Linked DNA regions of Hordeum vulgare: region 2 is linked to region 1. Evidence: chromatin contacts called from public Hi-C data. All regions are on one chromosome and are shown on one strand. The core of a region is the stretch at or near the end of the contact, and the rest is flanking DNA. Distances in the headings are between cores, read along the strand shown. Region 1 holds the start of LOC123427253 (phenylalanine ammonia-lyase-like). Region 2 has its middle 15 kb from the start of LOC123427254.

Region 1 (6,014 bases), core at 1,452-3,951:
TAGCCTACCACATGCTTGAACATCTAACCCTACCACAAATTGCAACCGCAGCATAGCAATCAACGTTATGAGCTCACAGATCGGAGCACCAATCAACCATGCATGTACATCAAACCCTAGCTGCAGCTCAGATCTAGCTAGAAGGAATAGAGAGAAAGGGGGATTGAACTAACACATGCCATGGATGCAACTCGAGGACGAGGGGGAAACGATCGTAGAAGATCACCGCAGGCCGGTGAAGGACCGCCGACGCCGTGGACCGCCGCCTATGAAGATGCGCCGCTTACCTGCTCGTCGGTGTGCATCGGTGGGAAAGCTCGAAAGGGGGGACAATGGTGGCGGGAGTTGGGGCGGCGAGGGAAGGGGCTAAATAGGGGCGGACTCGGCGGGAGGTGAGACGAAATCCTCCCGTTAATTTTTCGGCGACGCGGGCGAGCTTGCGCCATCTTCCTAGTCGCACGAGGAGAGAAGCGCGTCGCCCGAGCCAGGCTCGCGAGCTACCGCCAATTCGGACGTTTCTCCTCGGTCTAGCCTGGAGCTGCTTTAAGGTTCGTGCCATGCGGGCCGCACAATAAACACAGGCAACCAAATGGGTCATTTCTTTCCCTCGCGAATCAGGCTGGACCTAATGCAGGGAACCAAACGCGCCCTTAGCTGCAAAGGTCCCGCTCATTGGGAGAAAACTTCATGCACCATGTTGAATGACTTTCGTTATAGAAACATGTCTAAATTCTAAAGCGAACAACCTGTATGTGCGTGAATAAGGCCGCACATGTATTAAGAAGAAAAAAAACTATTTCCTCTGTCCCATATAATAGCGTTTTTACATCAGTGTAGTGTGAAAGATGCTTTTATATTATGGAAGAGAGAAAGTAGTACATGAATATTCCACGATATTAGTAGGTAAGTACATTCGCATGACGACATGAATCTTCCACGACATGCGTTTTCTCCTCCAGAGGAAGTCGGCTATGCTGCCACCAAAGTTATTCACCAAAATTCTTTTCCTTCCCGAAAAAAGGAAATATATGACTTTTTTCAGATAGACCGGACCGGACCAGAACAAGAATCTGCCATGTCATGTATGCATGCATCCGACCACCCACCAACTACATAATTTTAGAGGCACATGACCCCGTGTGAACGTGTCACCAACGACTTGACGATTCAAAAAGGTTTGGTCGATCGATATTCCGACGCAAGCTTTGCAAGCCCCGTTAACGCCAAAATCATTTTCCCTGCCCTAAAGAAGAAAAAAAATCATTTTCCCTTGCACGCCTGCGACGGCGTGGATGCGGATGACCGACGAGACGCAGACTAGAGAACGCCGGCCCGAGAGGATGCTAAAATGACGACCGAGTCATCCAGCAACTCCCCCGAAGCAGCATACAGAAAATGAAGGGAAAACCAACCACATGGTCCTGCAACTTGAGTCACAGTCGAGAGATGTCTTACGTACGAATCTTCGGTGCAGTTGCCCATACAGATTGTCCCAAACTTCCAAGGGAGAGCATCATTCCATGGTCTCCTGGCGAGTCAAGTGTGCACCAACAAAGTGAGAACGGATCTTCACGCGAGGGCAGCGCAGAGCGCACAATGACCCGCATCAGAATAGACCGGCTTTACATTCAAACTGGAATTTCCCTCGTCATTTACTCGCTTGGGGATGAGACAGCCGAGATGACCAAGAAACAAATAAATCTTTCCAAGTTTTCTTTTTCTTTAGATGAAGCTTCCAATTAACAGACCAGTGGAGCTTACTAAAGGAATAAAATACTACTCAGCTTGTGATTTCGATCACCACCCAGCTTGTGCCGCCAGACTCTTGACTGTCTCGTTTCAAACAGAACTGTTCTTCCCAACAAATTAATTCATAGTGTCCGGAAAACAGCATGAAAGCGCCAAACTGCATTAGGAAATACTGAATGTCACGAGTTCAATCAAAACCATATGGCCTTGTGCTACCCTGAATTTAAATATGGAATAAGTGGGGTTCGTCGCACCCCTCTCAAATACTAGTGAAAGGCCTATGGATGAGTAGCAGATAACAACTCCCAGTGGATCAACAGCAGAACCCCACTCGCTTCTTTTGGAGAAACAATCCAAGCTACTTTGTCAAACCAAGGACCGTGTACCTGTTTTCTAAGATTTCTTTTATGAGATCTCTTCTTTTATTCTAGTGTTATACTAGAAGGTGTAAGCAGCCGTCCCGCTTGTTTTAAATGTTCCAATGTCGACAAATGGACTTGCTTACACTAGTACAGGTTGCACGTTCGTGTCTCCACTGGCATCAGCTCATCAACAGGTTGTAGAATGCATGATTAACACTGAGGCTTGAGAATGTGAGCACCCTAATCCGACATGGGGAAATACTATGTTGAATAACTATAATGATGTTTTATTCAACAAAACTAGTACTATAATGATACATGAATACCACCCCGAATTGGAAGACAGGGGAGTGTCTCTCGTCCCCCGCAGGCCGCAGCCCGCACCAACCATCTTGTGCACCCGATGCCGCCACCGAACGCCAGTACGTAGTCACCACCCGCTCCGTGCGCTCCAACGGCCACTGGTGCACCCACCAATCCACTCGTCAATCCCGCCTTCCAGGTCCACAATCCACACCAACCCACCCCCCACAACCACCCTGCCGAGCTGTGATCCCTATTTAACCCGTCTTCTCCCTCCATTCCTCTCCAAGAAGAGCCTCAACTTCTTCTGTAATTTCAGCTCCTCTTCGCCTCCACTCCGAACTCGAGCAATCCATCACCACTTCAGAAAACATCCAGATACGCATACACCTGCCCATCTTCTAGCTTACTTCCTTTGCATATCTCGATGGAGTGCGATAACGGGCACGTGGCCGCCAACGGCGACGGCTTGTGCGTGGCACAGCCGGCGCGGGCCGACCCATTGAACTGGGGCAAGGCGGCGGAGGATCTGTCCGGGAGCCATTTGGATGCCGTGAAGCGGATGGTCGAGGAGTACCGTAAGCCGGTGGTGACCATGGAGGGCGCCAGCCTGACCATTGCCATGGTCGCCGCGGTGGCTGCTGGCAGCGAGACCAGGGTGGAGCTCGATGAGTCCGCTCGCGGCCGTGTCAAGGAGAGCAGCGACTGGGTCATGAACAGCATGATGAACGGCACCGACAGCTATGGTGTCACCACCGGCTTCGGCGCCACCTCTCACCGGAGGACCAAGGAGGGCGGCGCTCTGCAGAGGGAGCTCATCAGGTACGAATTAAACAACGAACAGATTATATTTCACCTGTTGATCATCTTTGTCTCTTAGTTATGGAAGCCTTATTTTGTTTCGTGTATTGCTTGTGTGTTCAGATTCCTTAACGCTGGAGCCTTCGGCACCGGCAACGACGGGCACGTTCTGCCTGCGGCGGCGACCAGAGCGGCGATGCTCGTCCGTGTCAATACCTTGCTGCAGGGATATTCAGGCATTCGCTTTGAGATACTCGAGACGGTCGCCACACTTCTCAACGCCAACGTGACACCATGCCTGCCGCTCCGGGGCACGATCACCGCGTCCGGTGACCTCGTCCCGCTTTCCTATATTGCGGGCCTGGTAACCGGCCGCCCAAACTCGATGGCCACGGCTCCGGATGGCACGAAGGTTAACGCTGCAGAGGCATTTAAGATCGCCGGCATCCAGCACGGCTTCTTTGAGCTGCAGCCCAAAGAAGGCCTTGCGATGGTTAACGGCACCGCAGTGGGCTCTGGGCTCGCATCCATGGTGCTTTTCGAGGCTAACATCCTTAGCCTCCTTGCCGAGGTCCTGTCGGCTGTCTTCTGTGAGGTCATGAACGGCAAGCCGGAGTACACTGACCACTTGACCCACAAGCTGAAGCACCACCCAGGGCAAATCGAGGCTGCCGCCATCATGGAGCACATACTCGAAGGTAGCTCCTACATGATGCTTGCGAAGAAGCTTGGAGAGCTCGACCCATTGATGAAGCCAAAGCAAGATAGATATGCACTCCGCACGTCGCCGCAGTGGCTTGGCCCTCAGATTGAGGTCATCCGTGCTGCCACCAAGTCGATTGAGCGAGAGATCAACTCCGTCAACGACAACCCACTCATCGACGTCTCCCGTGGCAAGGCTATCCATGGTGGCAACTTCCAGGGTACACCCATCGGTGTGTCCATGGACAACACCAGGCTTGCCATTGCTGCGATTGGCAAGCTCATGTTTGCCCAATTCTCAGAGTTGGTGAACGACCTCTACAACAACGGTCTACCTTCCAACCTTTCCGGTGGGCGCAACCCGAGCTTGGACTATGGCTTCAAGGGTGCCGAGATTGCCATGGCCTCGTACTGCTCTGAGCTCCAGTTCTTGGGCAACCCTGTGACCAACCATGTCCAGAGCGCGGAGCAGCATAACCAAGATGTCAATTCTCTTGGCCTCATCTCCTCTAGGAAGACCGCCGAGGCCATTGACATACTGAAGCTCATGTCCTCGACATTCCTGGTCGCGCTGTGCCAGGCTATCGACCTCCGCCACCTCGAAGAGAATGTCAAGAATGCTGTCAAGAGTTGTGTGAAGACGGTGGCTAGGAAGACACTGAGCACCAACAGCAATGGCCATCTGCATAGCGCACGCTTCTGCGAGAAGGACCTTCTTCTCACAATCGACCGAGAGGCGGTGTTCGCCTACGCCGACGACCCCTGCAGCGCCAACTACCCACTCATGCAGAAGATGCGTGCAGTTCTTGTGGAGCACGCCTTGGCCAATGGCGAGGCGGAGCGCGACGTGGAGACGTCTGTGTTTGCCAAGCTTGCCGTGTTCGAGCAGGAGCTTCGTGCAATGTTGCCAAAGGAGGTCGAGGCTGCTCGGAGTGCCGTGGAGAACGGTACTGCCACACAACAAAACCGTATCACTGAATGCCGATCATACCCACTCTACCGGTTTGTGCGCAAGGAGCTTGGAACAGAGTACTTGACCGGCGAGAAGACTAGGTCTCCCGGCGAAGAAGTGGACAAGGTGTTTGTTGCTATGAACAAGGGCAAGCACATCGACGCACTGCTTGAGTGTCTCAAGGGTTGGAACGGTGAGCCCCTGCCTATCTGCTAAGGATCAAGAACATGAACAGATGATAATGTGCTTCAAAGTTCAGAAGGCTTCAGATGTTCTTAGCTGATAAGTGATAACACTGTTTTTCCATTGGATATTCTTAAAAGTCGATGTTTTGTATTGTTCTTATAGAGCTGCCGGGTTGTTGCCAAAAATTGCAATTGCATGCTTTGGTAGTGGTAGGTAGCCAGTAGAATCTCTACGATGTAGGTTAAAAGGGGTACAATGTGTGATAAATATTCATGAGAAATTTATGTGTCCCTTTTTTTGAGATCAATGGTCCGGTGTGGTGGTTATTTTTTTGAGGGATCTTCGAACAGTGCAAATAATATATCTTGTATTTTTTTAGGCATATTACAATACAGCAAACCAGTGGCGGAGGAAGAAAAAAAATGAAGGATGTGCACACCTAATTTGATATCTATCTAATCCAAGTGTCACATAATAGTTGGCAAAAATACGATGCAGATAGCCCAATCAAGTCAGACAACATTATAGTTCTAAAATATTCCAAATTTACAACGTTGCAAATACAAATAGTCTTACATGAAAGGTACACATACGTAGATATGTAGAAACTACAACACTAAGTAACTCTACAACGTTCCTTTATCATGAAACCTTCAACTATGTCTTTCTCGCTTACTTTCAAGAACACATCTCGCTCAATCAATGTGAGTAAACAATTGTTCATGAGATCATCACTCATACTATTTCTTAACTTATTTTTTATTAGATTCATTGCTGAAAATACTCTATGTGTGATAAATATTCATGAAGAAATTTACGTGTCCCTTTTTTTTTAGATCAATGGTCTGGTGGTTATTTTTTGGAGGGACCTGCCAACAGTGCAAATAATATATCATTTATTTTTTTGAGGCATATTACAATACAGCAAACTAATACGAGCCATCCATTTTATCCCTCCA
Region 2 (5,860 bases), core at 1,965-4,464, 51 kb after region 1:
AGTGCGGGCGTCGACATGCGGTGGGAGTGACGGTGAACCTACACCGTATCATTTCTCTCTACTCAAGCGGACAAGACGCGTTGTCGACATGAGATGGCGGCCACCACTTGTTGCCGTTGTGGCAAAGAAGCAGCCGCGGAGATATGCGGGTGCAAGGAATGCAGATTCCATGAGGGTAAGATTGAATCTTGACCTAGATCTAAGTTATGCTACTTTAGGTCGATTCCCTCTCATGGAATGCGCTCTTAGTGGTCACTACGTTCTTATACTTGGGGTTTTATTCCAATTATCATAGGATAAAATTAGAGAGAATGTTTTTATCTCAACCATAGAATGGAGACCGGTGTCACAAGCAATGGTGGCACCAAAGGAGCCAGTACATGCTTCACATTTCCCCTTGTGGTAGACAAAATAACAACATTTGTCCAATTTAGAGGTGTTATAAGTGATAAATGTCCATGGGGTATTTTTTTTATGATGTTAAATTTAGATATTGGGGCATGCATAATACTATTTGGGTTCCATTTCAATGTGATGGTGAGTTAGGAGTTATGACAGTCATAAATATTGAGACGAATTCAGTGCGCCTGGAAATAAATGTGGTACAAAGGAAAATAGGAGAAACATATATTAGAGAAACAAGATCTGCATCCTCTCCTTCACAACCTAGAAGTAGTAAAACGAGTGGAAGGAAAGCAACAACTGGTAGTTCATAGACTGATAGCTCTCACACAAGAGGAAGGAAAACAACAGTTCCAACTTTAGAGCCTGAAAGCAGTCAGGCTAGAAGAGGAAAAAATCACAACACAATACTTCAACCAAGAACACCAAGTGCCAACTTGCCTAGTCAACCATGTCCCAAGTATAGGAAATAAAAATGAATCCCATTATAGAAGAGGAATTTCCTCATGGAGTGCCCACAGATGATGAGGATGAAAGAATGCACCCACAGTTTGTTGTTAGGAAACAACCCAATGAGAACGATGGTGAAGATTACATTCCACCCCCAAAATTTGAAGAGTCATATTTTATGAGATAGAGGATGACATGGACATGGGCTACTCTGAGATGGAGGATGAGGGTAGGTCCGATGTGCAATATAATATAGATGATCCTTCTTTAGCACAAGGAACTATATGTTCAAATGTCATAGATTGTAGGGATGCACTTGCCACCTTCTGAAACAAGACCTAGAGTGAATTTACAATTGACAAGAGTGGGCCTAGTAGACTAACTCTTCATTGATGGGGTTCTGTACCCGATGTATCTAACATAAGGAGGGACGACCTTGGCGGATATGCATGGCCCACTAGTCCCAACACAAGAGAGAAACCCTAAGGAGCTAGAAATGGTCTTCTTGATCTCCAAGACAGGACAGTGGCGGCGCAACAAACTCAGCTACCCCCCCCCCCCCCCCCCCGCGCACCCCAATGTAAACCCTAGACCCCTCCTATCTATATAAAGGGAGGCCTAGGGCTTCATTGAGCATCCAATATGATATCAAACTCTCGGTAGAAATCATGTATAGAAGAAGGATGTAGGGTATTACTCTTTGGAGGCTCGAACCTGGAATTGTGCATGGAGGCTCCGTCCCGGTACTTCCGATATCGTCATGAACCCTACCGAGGGATCTGACGGTATTTCACTCTGCCATTCATTGTGCTTAGAAAAGGTGTAAGTGGAGCATGCATGCCTCCACAATGAGAAATACCACTCTTTTCTAGGTAATATTATATATATATGACTAATATAGTTAGTCTAGATACTAATTTTTAACAATAATTGTACATTCATATATATCTAAATTATTTGCCACTCTTACTTGGTACAGGTCAAAGTGACCAAGACAACTCACACACGCCCAAGTGTTACCAAGAAACAAAGGCTCGTGTTTTCAAAGAGTATGTCGCTAGCATATGATATGAAGTCGTGGGTGAGGGAAATTTCAAATATTTCACTGCCAGCTGCGCAAACATACATGAAGAAAAGGTATGGGTTGGATCCATAAGCCTTTGCTTACTAAAAAAAATATTGATATGGGTCCTTGTCCATTATCCGGACTTTTCAAAAATTCTAATTATGATAAAACAATTGCTAGTGATGAAAATGCTATTGCGATAGGCTCTTTGACAGAAAAGTTGAATTTGACTGCCTTCGTTGTCTCTATGGAGTCTTTCTTGAATATATCAATTCCAATAATTTTCATGAAGTGATAAAAGAAGAATCTAACAAAATATGTGGTGTGAAATTCATTGAATGAAAATCATGATTGCAATGATGTTAGTATAAATTCTATGAATGTCAATTATACTAATGATATATAAAGCTATAATGTTGGGGATGATAAGTTTGATGAGCATGATATTTTTATTCTCCTTACCAATGAAGAAGTTATAAAAGGAAAATATGGTAATCTTTATGATTAAAGTAAGGAAGATAACACACTTGATATTGCTTTTTCTAGTGACACTTTGTCGGTAGGCAACATTGATGAAGATTTTGTTATGCATACTACTTATTTTAATGGTCATGATTGGGGAGTAAATTATGATGCTTATTTTGATCTTGAAAATTTATTTGAGCCTCATAAGGCATCTATTATTGACAACCAAATTTGTAGTAATATGGAAATTGTGTTCTGAACAATGTCAACTTTAGGCAAAAAGAATCCCATATATTCGGAGAGTGTTCATTCTTATGAATTTCTTGATAAAAGTGTGTTTGGAGAGGTAATAACTTTAATTGACCTTAGTCCCACTATCTTAGAAGCTTATAAATTTCCATGCATGTGGATCATGAAGAGAATGTTTTACATGATATCCGTATTGATGAATTTGAATATGACTATATGTACTTATTTCGGGAGGAGCAAGTATGGTTATAAAAGGAGTCAATTACACCACTCATGCCATAACTTGACGTGAAAAGACAATTTAGTGCTAATGTCATACATTCAACTAGTGCTACAACTTGGCTTTGGCATGCATATACAATGGAAATAACGTTTATATACGAACAAGGTGCTCATTAGCTGTGCCAATGTGGCCGGGTCCGCTGTGAGTGACTGGACGACAAAGAATACGTGTGGCATGTTATTTTGCAAAAAAAAAAACTTCAGGATTTTTTCTCACAAAAAGCCCCTGCCACAAGGTTCCACTTGCCAGCAACACAGAAATAATAATTGAAAAATAGCCACGCATGCGGGCATTCAAATATCAGACCTGCAACAAGGAGCTACGCAGGTAACGAGTTGGCCGAGGATATTTTCACATGACAAGTGGATGACGCCTTTATATATCCTTTGAGAAAACATTTCTCTCTTAAGCGGGTTGGAGTCCCAGCGGCCAATTTTGCAATGTTAATTATTTCAAACCAATAAAAAGTACTTGTAAATTGTAATTGTGTGTTATAAATAAAATAAAGTTCCAAATAACAATGAACACTTTTTTGTACTATATAATTTTTTTTATTATATATGTTTGTTTTAGAAATAATACTTGAATATTTTTTCCTATGTTATTAACAATATTGTTCTATATTATTATTATTTATAACATAAGAATATAACTTGCATATATTTTATAAATTCCTAAACAAGTAATGCTGCTGGGTGCTGTGGTGGTCACTCGCATGTGATGGACCCATGTAGCTCCTTTGAATCTCGGCCAACTATTTTTACATTGTATGAATACATTTTTCTTAAAGCATGAACACTTCAACCTACTACATGAATATTTTGTAAAAACTATGAATATTTTAAAATTTATGTAAGAATTTACAAAAATATATAGAAAAAGAAAAACTTTCTTAAGGCATGAACATCTTATATACTACATGAGTATTTTTTAATCTATGCACAATTTTAAGCTTCTAAAAGAATTTATTCAAATATATGAAAAACAAACACTTCCTTAAATCATTTATACTTTTGTATAGCATACTAATATATTTTTAACACTAGGAGGATTTTAGACTTATATAAGCATTGAATATATGTTTCTATTCAATATGCACATTAATACATCAACAATTCTGTAATTTTTAATGTAATGATATGATTAAATGTGAAATTACTATGTGATTATTTTATAATGTAAATTATTTTTTTATATTTCAATTAATTATGACACACAATTATAATTTATATACATCATATAAATTTCTTAAAAAATACAAAATGGGTAGTTGGGACTGGAACTCATTTAGTACTTAAGTCTAAACGTTAGATCAACGGCATCTCTTTAGGGATTGCAACCAGGACTGTAACCCATTTCTAAAAAAATACAAAAGGGTATATAGTGGTGGCATCCGTTTATAAAGTAAATAAATCATGGGACAAGTGGTCAGCCGCGCGCAGTCTACATGTTAGATCAGCGGTTCGAATACCTGCTGGTGCAGCTTCTTACTTATTATTCATGTGACACTGACAACTGTGGACCCTTCCTACCTTGATAGGTTCTTTTTGTTTGCAAAATAGCATGCACACGTCCTCTTGGTCGTCCACGCCTAATCTGCATCACATTCGTATAGAAATGTGATTTACATCATATATGCACGTCAAAGCCAAGTTGTGACACCAGTTCAATGTCTGCCGCAAGTTTTAGCACCAAACTGAATTTTCGCGCCAAGTTATGGTATCTGTGGTGTAATTGACTCTTCTAAAAATCTTCATTTTACTAAATTGTATTTGTTTATGTCAAAGTTCTTAATGTTTCCTTCTTCCTTGCATAGCATAGATTTTTCATGCCTTGATAATTTGTTTACTTATAAGATGCCTACACATAGGAAATATGTTATACTTCAATGCGTTTGCTACATGTTTTTTGATACTCTTTTTGTGCTTCAATTCTTATCTTTGAAGTGAGAATCATTAAAACCTCAAACCTATCATAATGGCTATGAGGAAAGAGCTTGTTGGGAGGCAACCCAATCTTTATCCCTTTTGCTTTTTTTTCTTTGAGTCAACATGATTATTTTCTTTGTAGTAATTATGTGTGTATATTTTATTTTGATTTTTTACCAAGTCAAGCCTTTGAGATGTTGGAAAATATTTGTTTACTAAGTTCTGTCTAGAAACATAAACTTTTTTGTTCGGAGATTGAACTATTATTTTGTGTTGGACGTGATAAATTGCTGAAAGTTTTACACATAACTAAATTATAAAATTTCTAAAAGATCCTAATTTTCAGAATTTTGGAGTTACAAAAGTATGGCCAAAAATTGCATTATTGCATAATATTCTGTTTTCGACAGATTATGTTTTATTGCATAGTGTACTTGTTTTGATGATTCTATGGATTGTATGGGGATATAAGTCATAGAGATGATGGAATACAATAGGTATTATACAAAAATATTATGATATATTTATGACAATAGCTAATTTAATGATTATTTTATTATTCTAATGGATCTCATGAGGTTTTGACGAGTTTTATGTGATCGGTGTTTTCAAGTTTTGAGTGAGATGACGATGGGCGAAAGAATAACGAGCGAGAAGACCTTCAGATTGGGATGACCAAGACAAACAAAGGTAATATCAAGTAAAATCCAAGCATGTAAGCTTGGGATGCCCCAGAAGGTATCCCCTCTTTAGTCTCCAATTTATCAGTAATATCACTCGGAGCTACATATTTATCTATCACATGGTATGTGTTTTGCTTGTAGCATCGTGTGTTTTTGTTTTGTTTGTTTGCTTGTTTTCACAATCATTGTTTTCTTATTGCACCTATTATGACAGACACACATTCATCACAATTTATTAGAATGGTCATTATGCTTCACTTATATCTTCTGAGTTCGGGCAATTTTCTCATTTGCTTCACTTATATCTTTAGAGCACGACAATACATATATTAAC

Evidence for each region. Hi-C and Micro-C count contacts between places; a contact is called where the count stands out from the background.
Region 2: a Hi-C map of leaf shows a contact between it and region 1, with 3 times the contacts expected there. The contact joins the enhancer-like site here to the promoter of LOC123427253 in region 1. A contact is called at or near these places in 3 of 6 Hi-C or Micro-C datasets (leaf and seedling).

What each region holds. Positions count from the first base shown.
Region 1 is chr2H:560,596,398-560,602,411 of MorexV3_pseudomolecules_assembly, forward strand. LOC123427253 (phenylalanine ammonia-lyase-like) reads left to right here and starts at 2,702. Exons shown (of 2, transcript XM_045111254.1): 1 at 2,702-3,236; 2 at 3,339-5,362. The coding sequence starts at 2,842. The coding sequence ends at 5,085.
Region 2 is chr2H:560,646,892-560,652,751 of MorexV3_pseudomolecules_assembly, forward strand. No RefSeq gene overlaps it. Among protein-coding and RNA genes, the nearest start is that of LOC123427254, 15 kb to the right of the region's middle. Within about 2 kb of position 3,215, at least 1 of the 3 cell types and tissues checked has open chromatin away from gene starts, as enhancers often do. A contact at or near this core is called in leaf, where this site is marked.